Linked DNA regions of Ovis aries: region 2 is linked to region 1. The links are chromatin contacts, called in public Hi-C maps. All regions are on one chromosome and are shown on one strand. Each heading gives the region's core, a stretch centred on a gene start, on an enhancer-like site or on the middle of the called end of the contact. The rest is flanking DNA. Distances are from core to core; before and after follow the strand shown.

Region 1 (4,946 bases), core at 1,848-4,347:
TGGCTGGATGGCATCACGGACTCGATGAATGTGAGTCTGAGTGAACTCCGAGAGATGGTGATGGACAGGGAGGCCTGGCGTGCTGCGATTCATGGGGTTCCAAAGAGTCGGACACAACTGAGCAACTGAACTGAACTGAACTACTATGAGGTGACAGGGACCTTGCTAAGCCCCTTTTATGTATTATTTATCACAACAACCCTACAACAAAAGTACTGTTAGCTCCTTGTTTACAGATGAGGAACTGTGGGTGCATAACTCCCCCAGAGTCACACAGCTGGCAGAGGGCGCAGCTGGGGTCTGCCGCATACTGTCAGGCTCAGGGTACCTGCTTGGGTCCCTCTTGTGTATTATCCTGTTGTTAACCTCTCTTAGCTCGCCCCCAACAACCTGCTTTTTGGCACTTGGGGAGCAGAGCCTGTGCCTTCTGGCATGGTGCCTATGCAGGGTATGTGCTCAAGAAGTATTTTAATGAATTGAATGCCCCGAACATTCATTTTCAGTCTTGACCTAATCTACCAAGGCAATTGCTTTTCTCAGAATACGGACTTAGTTCATCTGATGGTGCGTTGGCCTGTGTCTGCATATTGCTCTTTCCTGACCAGTGGTTAAAGCTGACAGGCAGGTGTGGTCATTCAAAATCAAGTGGTCAGTCTGTAAACTCCAGAAAGTGGTCAGGAGCCACTGTCTGGGCTCCCATGGGCCCAAACACAGGGTGTGTGGAGTGGGCGGGGGAGGGGTGCTGCTGTCTGCAGGAAAGGATCTGAGGACGTAGTCAGTGAAATAGGAGACGGGATAGCTTCTTCGTTTGTGGGTCAGGTTGCAGAGAGAGACAGGAACCAGGCTCAGAGAACCGGACAGGAGGCAGCACCTAAGGATTAGAGAAGGCTCTGCAGAGAAGATAGGCCTGGGGCTAGATGGAGTGGGCAGGAGGACCAGGCACTTCAGATCAAAGAAGAGAAGTTTCTAGAACTTCTTGTTCTTGTGTAGGGGGTGCCAGAAAAGAGCTTTACTTAAATGCTTCTTACTGGGCCCATTGGCTAAGGTCTGAGCATGTCCTCTGTACCAGGCGGGGTGCCAGCTCTTGGAGCATGTATGGCCTCCTCAGCAACCCTCCGACCTGGTGGAGGTGTCACTTCCATTTCACGGAGGAGGAGACAAGCCTTGAGTGGTCCTGGGAGTGGGTGGCCAAGCAGTGGAGCCCAGGCAGTTGGACGGCAGAGTGCGGGTGCTCTCAGCCCTGTGTGGCCTGGTGTTCCCCCCAACCCCGCCCGCCCCCAGGTACCCCTCCCTGAGATCAGGGGGCGGGCCTGGGGAGGTGCGGAGCCACAGCAGGTCTGCTCTGGGTTCTAAGTGTGTGCTCCTGTCTCTCCTGGGTTCTCTGGGGAGCACTTGGAGAGAAATGGGGTAACACTGTCTTCTTCTTTTATTTAGATAGTGCCTACCTCCCGAGAGCCGACAAAACACTGAGGGTAAGTCCTGTGCCTGGATCCAGGTCAGTGGGATATGCGTGGGTCGTCTCCAGGAGCAGCTGCTGTAGATTTTAGCAGCCCTGGTGTGTCAGTGATCAAGCTCAATCAATAAAAAAGGCCAAGCAGTCCGATTTTTGGAAACTATAAGCAGTCTTTGTCTGTTCCCAGCGCTCTTGGTTTTCACAAGACCGTGGTGTCGCTCCCTGCTGGCCCCAGTTGGCAGCTAGCCCGCCTCAGCAGGAGGCCCAACTTTGGAAGGGTGTGGCTTGGGAGGCCTGTCAGGGGGAAAGGGGTGTGGCTCCTCAGGACCTCAGGAAGGCCCCCTGTAGGGCCAGGCAGCCTCTGAGGAGACCCCTTCCAGTCCGTGTGGAGGGCAGGCAGCTGAGCGGAGGGACCTGGGGAGGCTGCAACCTAGCACAGGGGGTGGCTCTGTCTGTTGGCTGAAACAGCACCGGATGCGTGTCCCCAAAATGATGCAGGCAGGGGCAGTAGACTTGCCCCTCTTCCCCCGGTGGCCCTCCATGTGGCAGCATGGCCCTGGACAGCCTCCTGCTCTTGAGGTTGCCCCTCCCGCAGGAAACGCCACTGATTGCACCGACCCTGGCTCCTCTCCTCAGCCTGAATTCCGCGGGGGCGCCCCTGATGGTCTGAGAGGGCGCCCTGGCCGGGCATGGTCCTGGCTCCGTGCAGCCGCCTGCCTGCATTCAGACGCTGATATGCCTCCCCGCTCCACCCAGAGCCCGGCCAGCCGCTGCCCCTGTTTCACAGCCAGGTTCCTGGCTCAGGGACCGCATTGCCCAGAGCTCAGGCCAGTGCTCAGCGCGGGGATTCCTTAGCCCGGGGATTTTTCTCAGATGACCCTTCAAGACCCATGAGCTGTTCTCCATCCTGAGATTTTCCCATGTCCTCACATGTCCTAGGTTGTGGGCCAGCACAGTGGCTGTTTTTCACCCTGAGATGGCATTTGCTTGGGAAAGCTGGCCGAGCGTACAGGCAGACGGTATGAGTGGAAATGCCCCTGGGCCTTTGACAGACTCCACCCTCCACAAACTTCCACTGGCCTATCCTCTCTGCTCTCAGCCTCCCGTCTTGGCTGACAGAGTTGAATGTTGCCACTCTTACTGGCATCCCTGTGAGGAGAAGAGGGGCAGTTGGGTGACGGTCCCAAACCACCTCCCTTCTGAAACTGAGAAACTGGGGCCCCGAGGAAGCTAATGAGCAAAATCCAAGATTCTGACCCCTTTCCTCCCCTTCCCAACCCCTACCAGAGTGTCATGTTTTATCATGTGTCTTCCCCAAATCCATCCGTTGGAGAGGAAAGTTAGTCGCCAGGAAGGGCCTTCTTCTCCCTGATCATCTGATTTGTTCAAGCTTGCTTGGCTTCTCAGTTCCTGCATCCTTCCTGAGTCCCCAGAGCTTTGCTTAGTTACCGTAACTAAGACTCTGCCACTGAAGCTTCCTGCCCTCCCCTGTCCTCCTCTCCATCTCCTTGGTGATCCTGGAGGAAGGTGGATGTAGCTTTTTTTTTTTTTTTTTAATGCCAGAAGGCATAATTCCTGGTCATCTCAACTTGCCACATTGCTGCCATTCCTCACCCACTCATCCTGATTTGCCGGCAGGCCAGGGGGAGGGTGGGGCTGCTTCAAGTACATTTCCACCAGCTGTGTGTTGCAGTGGGGCCAGATGCCACATGCCGCAGCTCCTCTCCTTATTGACATCCTGGCTGAAAATTCCTGACAGCCTGGGGAAAATTCCACGGTCTGGCTGTGCTGAGTCATGGTTTGTCTCGGAGGAGGTGTACGTCACCTTTGCAACGCCTGTCACTGGTCAGCCCAGGGTCTGGCTGCAGTTACTACAGACTGCGATCTGTGTTGCTAATCTTTTCGATTTGCCCATCACTGTATGCTTCTCTGAGTGCTTTTTCTAACGTGCTGTTTTACCAATGCAAAATTTATTAATCTCAAATCATTCATAACAAGTAGATTCTCTATCCTGGAAAACATTCCTCTCATGAATGAGGAAACTGAGGTTTGGAGAGACTAAGTGACTTGTTGAGTTTTGGGGTGAGATTTTTTTTATCCCCTTACCCTGGATTTCTGTGTAATGCAAAGATTTTTCAGAAGTAACTTTGGTTGAAAAATTGAGTTTCAGTTTGTTTAAGTCACAGACTCAAAAATCTCATTCTTCCTTTAAGGGCCAGTCTTTTACATCTAACTTTTAAGTGTAGCCTACAAATCTTTCTGTTCTATTTGTGATTCTAGGAAATGTTCACAATCATTTTAATGATTAACACTTTAACATTTTAATGATTAATCATTTGGATTAACACTTGATCCATTTGCAATCTTAACTCATATGAAGATTTTAAATTGAGTTTATGAATTATATTCAGCTTCCTTCAGTTACTGCAGTTTTCTGATTAACAAAATCTTCCGTAGTCCTGTAAATCTAATAAACCGACTCTTAAATTTTCTTATACATTCCTATACTGTTTTATCTTCTCTTTTTTACACAGCTTGATCAAGATATTTTTAACATAAAAATTGCACGTATTTGAAGTGTACGATTTATATTTTGACATATGCATACTCTTGTGAAATCATGAGCACAGTTAAGATAGTGATTGTCCAAAAGTGTCCCTTGGTTATCCCTCCCACTCACTCTTCTCTGCTTCCCCCATCTCCAAGTAATCACTAACTGCTTTCTGTTATTATAAGTTAGTTGGCACTTTCTGGAATATTATGTAAGTGAACTCGTATCGTATATATTCCTTTTTTGTCTGGCTTCATTCACTCAGCAGAATTATTTTGAGGTTTGCCCGTGTTGCATGTATCAACAGTTCTTTCAATGGCTGAGTAATATCCCGTTAGTGGATAGCCCACGATTTGTCTGTTCACCTGTTGTTGGTCATTTAAGTTGTTTCCAGTTTTTGGCAATTTTAAATAAAGCTGCTCTGACCCGCTGTGTACAAGTCTTTGTATGGTCATATACTTCCTTTCTCTTGGGCACAGGCATAGGAGTGAAGTGGCTGTATGGTAAGTGTGTGTTTAACTTAAACTGCTGAGCCATTTTCCAAAGTGCTTGTGTCATTTTACATTCCTACCTGCAGCGAGTGAGCTGGTCCCTCCATCCTCACCAACTCTGGAGATGGTCAGTGTTTTTCATTTTAGCCATTTTAAAAGGTATGTAGTAGTATCTCATGGTGGTTTCAATTTGAATTTCTCTGGTGACTAATGATGTTGAGCATCTTTTCATATGCTTACTTGTCATCTGTTAATACTGATTTTAAACAGTAAAATTCCAACTTAAGAGAGGAAAATGTGCTACGCTACAGGGCAGGGCATTAAGTGGCAGAGGATAGTTGAAACCTAAGCCTTAAAAACAGACATTTGACATGGCAATTTCAGCTCTAAAAATGTCAGCTAAGGTATAATGGGACACGTACACAAACATACTTGGCTGTTTGGACCAGCA
Region 2 (5,014 bases), core at 2,314-4,813, 77 kb before region 1:
GCAGGAATGTGGAAGGGGCGGGGCGGCGGGAGGAAGTGCGGGCGGCGGGCGGCCCAGGTGAGGGGCCGGCCGGGCGCATTCCGCGGCCCTGCCCCTCCCGTCCCACCGCCCAGGACCCAGGCGGCCCGAGACACACTCTTCTTGAATCCCTGCTCTGTGGGGCCCTCAGGCTGCAGGAAGTGGAGGACTCAGATCTGGCCTAGGTCCCTCAGAAGCGCACCCCGGTCTGATGCGGAGACTTGTAGTTGGGCAGTGACCCGGTGGACGGGGACAGACGAGGCTCCTGGCCCACTTCTCGCCGAGCAGGGAGGTGGGGGTCAGCTCTGTTGGCCCACCAGCTTGGTGGGGGGCAGGGACGGGGTCCCTAGTGCCTAGTCTCTGCGGGCCTGGAGCAGGAACTGGTGCCTTTTGGTGGATGAATGAATGAGTGAATGAATGGATATGCATCTCCTCGCCCCCCCCCACCTCCCTGGAGACAGAACACCCCACAGCCCTCCTGCAGGTGTTCCGGGGCAGGTGGGAAGGGGGTGACCCGGGCAGGCCCTTGTGGGCGAGTCAGGGGCACTGCCAGCTGGACCTCCCCTCCCCCAGCCAGTACCAGGAACTCTCACTAGCAGTGGGTCTCCCCTCTGCCTGGGGCATGGCCTGGGGAAAGCGATGGAACCTTCCTTCTGTAAAGTGCCTAGAGCAGGGTCCGGAACATGGTCAGTGATGCCAAGTGTAATTCTTGCTATTTAACCAACACTGATGACTGCCTGTGCTTAAGGGCTAGGGGACTCTGAACTGCAGAAGTTCCAGCTTCTCCCAGGACTTCCCTGGTGGTTCAGTGATTGAGAATCTGCCTTCCAGTGCTGGGGATATGAGTTCAATCCCTGGGTGGGGAACTTAAGATCCCACATGTGGGGCAACTAAGCCCCTCGCACCACAACGAAAGACCCTGCATGCTGCAACTAAGGCCTGATGCAGACAAAACAAAACAAAACAAAAGTCTCTCACAGCCTAGAATGGAAGACAAGTGGGACATATCAGTGTGATGAGAGCTCCAGCGATAGCAGGGACAGGCAGTGGATGGGAGTCAGGAAGAGGGGCCCCGCACTCAGGCTGGGGGTGGTTAGAGAGAGCGGCCAGAGTCTTGAGGAAAAAGTGAAACACAGTTAGATGGGGGAAGAGAAGAGGGTTCCAAACTGAGGGGACAGCATGTGTAAGGTATAGAGGTGTGTGTGTGGGGGTTGTTTGCAGTGTGGGGGGAGGGGTGCTGCAGTTCTTCCCTCTGATGATGGGTGAGGTTGGATTAGGGAGCTGGTCCTGGGGGTGAATTTGAGGATTAACTGGGGCCTGGATAGTGGAGCACTTTGGGTGCCAGGAATTAATGCAGAATTGAACTGGAAACTCACTGTCACCTGACCTCCTACTCCAGTTATGTGTGCTCACTCACTCAATCGTGTCCAGCTCTTTGTGAACTCATGGACTGTGGCCCGCCAGGCTCCTCTGTCTATGGAATTTTTCAGGCAAGAATACTGGCGTGGGTTGCCATTTTCCTCCTCCGGGGGAACTTTCTGACCCAGGAATCCAACCTGCGTCGTCTCCTGGATTGGCAGGTAGATTCTTTACCTCTAGTGACATCTGGGAAGGCCTGCTACTCCCATCAGCAGCCAGAATTGAAATGTGTGTTTATAAGAAGGGAACAAAGGCCGCCCCCAGTTCATGGACTGTTTTCACTGAAGCTCAGAGAAACAGAGGGCGGGAGTCTTGGGGTTTTTCACCTCCCCCCACACAGGTCATGACATCATTCCTCACGCAGTTCAAAGCCAAGAGGTGAAAAACCACTCTCAGCCCCCTTAAATTTCACTGTGGCCCAAAGAGGCAGCTAGGACAAGAGTCCCCGCCCCTCTGCTGAGCGGCAGAGTCCAGGCCGCTGACTCCTGTTCCAGGCTCAGCCAGGGCCATGGTCAGCAGGCCGAATGAAGCCTCACCTGGATGGAGGGAGCACCCCAGGACATCCCCTCCCACCCGTCAGCTGCCCTTTCCTCCTCGAAACTGCCAAAGGGCTGGGCAGTGACTTGGCACCGGACTGGGTGTGTAGCCACTGATCAGGGCTCTCCGCCCCAAGGAGTGGTGGGGAGGAACCCCACCCCCAGCAATCAGCTGTCGGCCTCGTCATCCCCTAGGCTCCCGATGACTGCTGTCATCAGGCGTTGGGTGGCAAGGCTGGGAGGCAGGTGGGGCCAGACTAGGGGTGGAGGGAGCTAAGAGTCAGGCAGAGGTGTTTGGCCCTGGTTGCTACGGGGATAATCACTCTAATGACACTCTTGATGTGTGTGTGTCATGCTTTAGAGTTTCACTGAACGTTTCCTAATAGTAACAGCGCCCATCAATGGACTGCCAACCGTGTGGAGGCCCTTCTGTCCCCTAGCAGGTTGGGAGTGTTAGCCCCATTGTACAGATGGGGCACTTGAGGCCCAAAGAGGTTTAAGTTCTTGTCTAAGATCCACAGCCAGCACGAGGCAGGGCTGTAAGTGGAACCCGGTTCTGACTGCAGAGCCAGGCTTTCTTTCTCCCAGCATCATACCTCGTATGCATTACTTCCTCTAGTGCTCAGACTGTGAGCTGGGCAGAGTGAGGGATCGGATTCCCCCATTCTGCAGATCTGGGAACTGAAACTCAGAGAGAGGCAATGGCTTGTGTCAGGCTAGCACGCTCCTGAGCCGAGATTTCAACCCACGTCCCCTGACGTTAAACCCAGCCTCACTCTCACTCTGTGCTGCTTCTGCCAGAGGGAGATTTAGTCACTGGCCAGAGTCTGCCCTGCTGCCAGGGAATTTCCCCAAATCTCAGACATTGCCGGGCCCAGGATGGTGCTGTTTTCTCGGGGGTTGTTTTGGATGAAGAGGTGGCCCGGGGTCACAGTTGGCCTGACCAGCGTACTATTGGCTGTTTTACAGTTTTCTGTGGCTGCTGTTCACCACCAGCTTGTGGGTGACGCAGCCGTTTGAGGCCCCAGCCGTCCCAGGCCCAGAGTCCTCCAGCACCCTGCTCAGCGGGTCACTGCCCTGCAGACCCCAGGTCCTTGGCCTGAGGCGGAAGTCCTTCCTTCAAATGTAATTGCCAGGCAGGCTCTCCCGCCCCCCGGCCGAGCCCTGAGCCCCTCAGTGGCAGGGACGGAGGCCCACCCACCTCTGTCCTCTAGATGGGAGTCCTGCCCCAGGCTGGAACCTAGCCGTGGCTCAGGATGTTATGTCCAGTTGACTGGCTGGACAAACAGGGAAAAGGAAGGCAGGTGAAGGCGAGGGAGAGACAAAGAAAGGAAGGTGGGCCGACTCAAAAGAGTAAACCGAAGACATAGATGAAGGAACAACAGTTGCTTGGCTGAATGAATTCAGAACATGACCTGAGCGTGAGGTCAGCAGACAGGTGACTACCCTCGGGCCCCCATCTGCTCCAAGGACCCCCCATGGCCCTGGCCCATCTGCCCCATTTTCTGACGGTCCACCCCCATCCTCAGTGAGGCCGGAAACTCCCTGCTGTCGGGGCCGAGTCTCTGCTGCCCTCGTGTGGCCACTTTGCTCCCTGCACCGTCAATACGCAGGGCTACGGCCTCTACTTGGTGTTCCTGGCTTGCGGTGTGGGGCGTTCATGGTGCGGGGGGAGGCACCTGGAGTGGGTGCCAGAGGAGGTGGAATTTCAGAAGCCTGGTCCTGCGTCCTGCCCTTTGGGATGTCTTGGCAGGGGACACAGACGCTTTGCTCTTCAAACCTCCCAGTGTACCCCCCCCCCACTCCTTTTCATCCCAAACACCAGATCTCAGAGCTCCAGAAGCCCTCTACCCAAAGCCTTGGCCTCACGTTTGCTGAGCACCCACTGTGTGCCAGACACTTGACATGTGGCATTTCATGAGCTTCCTATGTGGCTCAGCTGAGAAAGAATCCTCCTGCAGTGCAGGAGACCGGGATTTGATCCCTGGGTTGGGAAGATCCCCTGGAGAAGGGAAAGGCTACCCACTCCAGTATTCTGGCCTGGAGAATTCCTATGAAGTGTGTTTAATTCCTAGCCTTCTTTGATGAATGAGGAAACTGAGGTCCAAAGGGGACAGATAATTTGCCCAAGATCCCACAACTGGTATGTAGGGGTGCGGGTGCCTTCAGAGACCTTCTTGACCAATATGCCCATTCTTCAGATAGGGAAATTGAGGCTCTTGAGGGGAAGGAATTTGTCTCACAACAAGTAAGCCGCAGACTCAGTCTGTGGCATGTGGAACCCAGAAGGGCTTCTTGTCCCAAGTTTCCTTCTGTCTGGCCTCCCCAGACCCACGCAATTCTGGTCGCCATTTAACTGGAGCTCAGGGCTGGAGGCACAGGCCTCTCATCCCTGCTTCGCTATTACTGATTCCTCTGGCTGGGACGGGATGGTTGATAGTGCGGTGGGAGGGGGTGGAGAGTGAGGCAGCCCTGTGGCCCAGCCCGAGTGTCCATTTGGTTTTTTGGTCTGTCCCTTCAGGTGTCTGCAGGCGTAGGCGACAAGGCGGAGAGAGGAAGGGAGGGTCTGAGCCGCTGTCACCCGTGGCTGCTGCCGTGGCTCCTCCCGCCCCTCCCACGTGCAGGCCTGGCCCCCCACTGCCGCCGTCAGGACAGTGACCTCCACACCTGGCCTCTTGGGTGGGGCTCGCCCTATTCCCGAGGGCTCCGACAGAGGGGGCTTGGCACCCTTGAGGCCTGGGGCTGGAGGAGCAGGGAAAGGTGGGGTAGAAGGGGAGGAAGGGGCGGGAAGAGATGGGAGGACCGTGGTTTGGGCCCTGCTGAATGACCCTAAAACCTAGAAGCGGCGGGGCTGCTCCTCACTGACCGAGAGTGGGGCTCACTGACGTTCCTCGTCATGACTCCCAAAGCTGCTTAGGGTGCCATCTGCCCCAGGTCTCCCTCCCTCTGCCCCGCTCCCGCCCAGGACCTCACTGCCAGCCGGTCAAGGACGTTCAGACTCACCCTGGACAGGAAGCCTCCCCATCTCAGCCCCACCTGGC

Evidence for each region. Hi-C and Micro-C count contacts between places; a contact is called where the count stands out from the background.
Region 2: a Hi-C map of liver shows a contact between it and region 1, with 2.8 times the contacts expected there. The contact joins two enhancer-like sites. A contact is called at or near these places in 3 of 16 Hi-C or Micro-C datasets (liver, skin fibroblasts and tail adipose tissue).

The regions. Positions count from the first base shown.
Region 1 is chr21:41,365,777-41,370,722 of ARS-UI_Ramb_v3.0, reverse strand. All of the region lies in intron 2 of PC (pyruvate carboxylase), which reads left to right. Among named protein-coding and RNA genes, the nearest start is that of PC, 5.7 kb to the left of the region's middle. Within about 2 kb of position 3,097, at least 22 of the 54 cell types and tissues checked have an H3K27ac peak or open chromatin away from gene starts, as enhancers often do. A contact at or near this core is called in liver, where this site is marked.
Region 2 is chr21:41,442,905-41,447,918 of ARS-UI_Ramb_v3.0, reverse strand. RHOD (ras homolog family member D) reads right to left here and starts at 10. Exons shown (of 5, transcript XM_027959605.2): 1 at 1-10. Within about 2 kb of position 3,563, at least 6 of the 54 cell types and tissues checked have an H3K27ac peak or open chromatin away from gene starts, as enhancers often do. A contact at or near this core is called in liver, where this site is marked.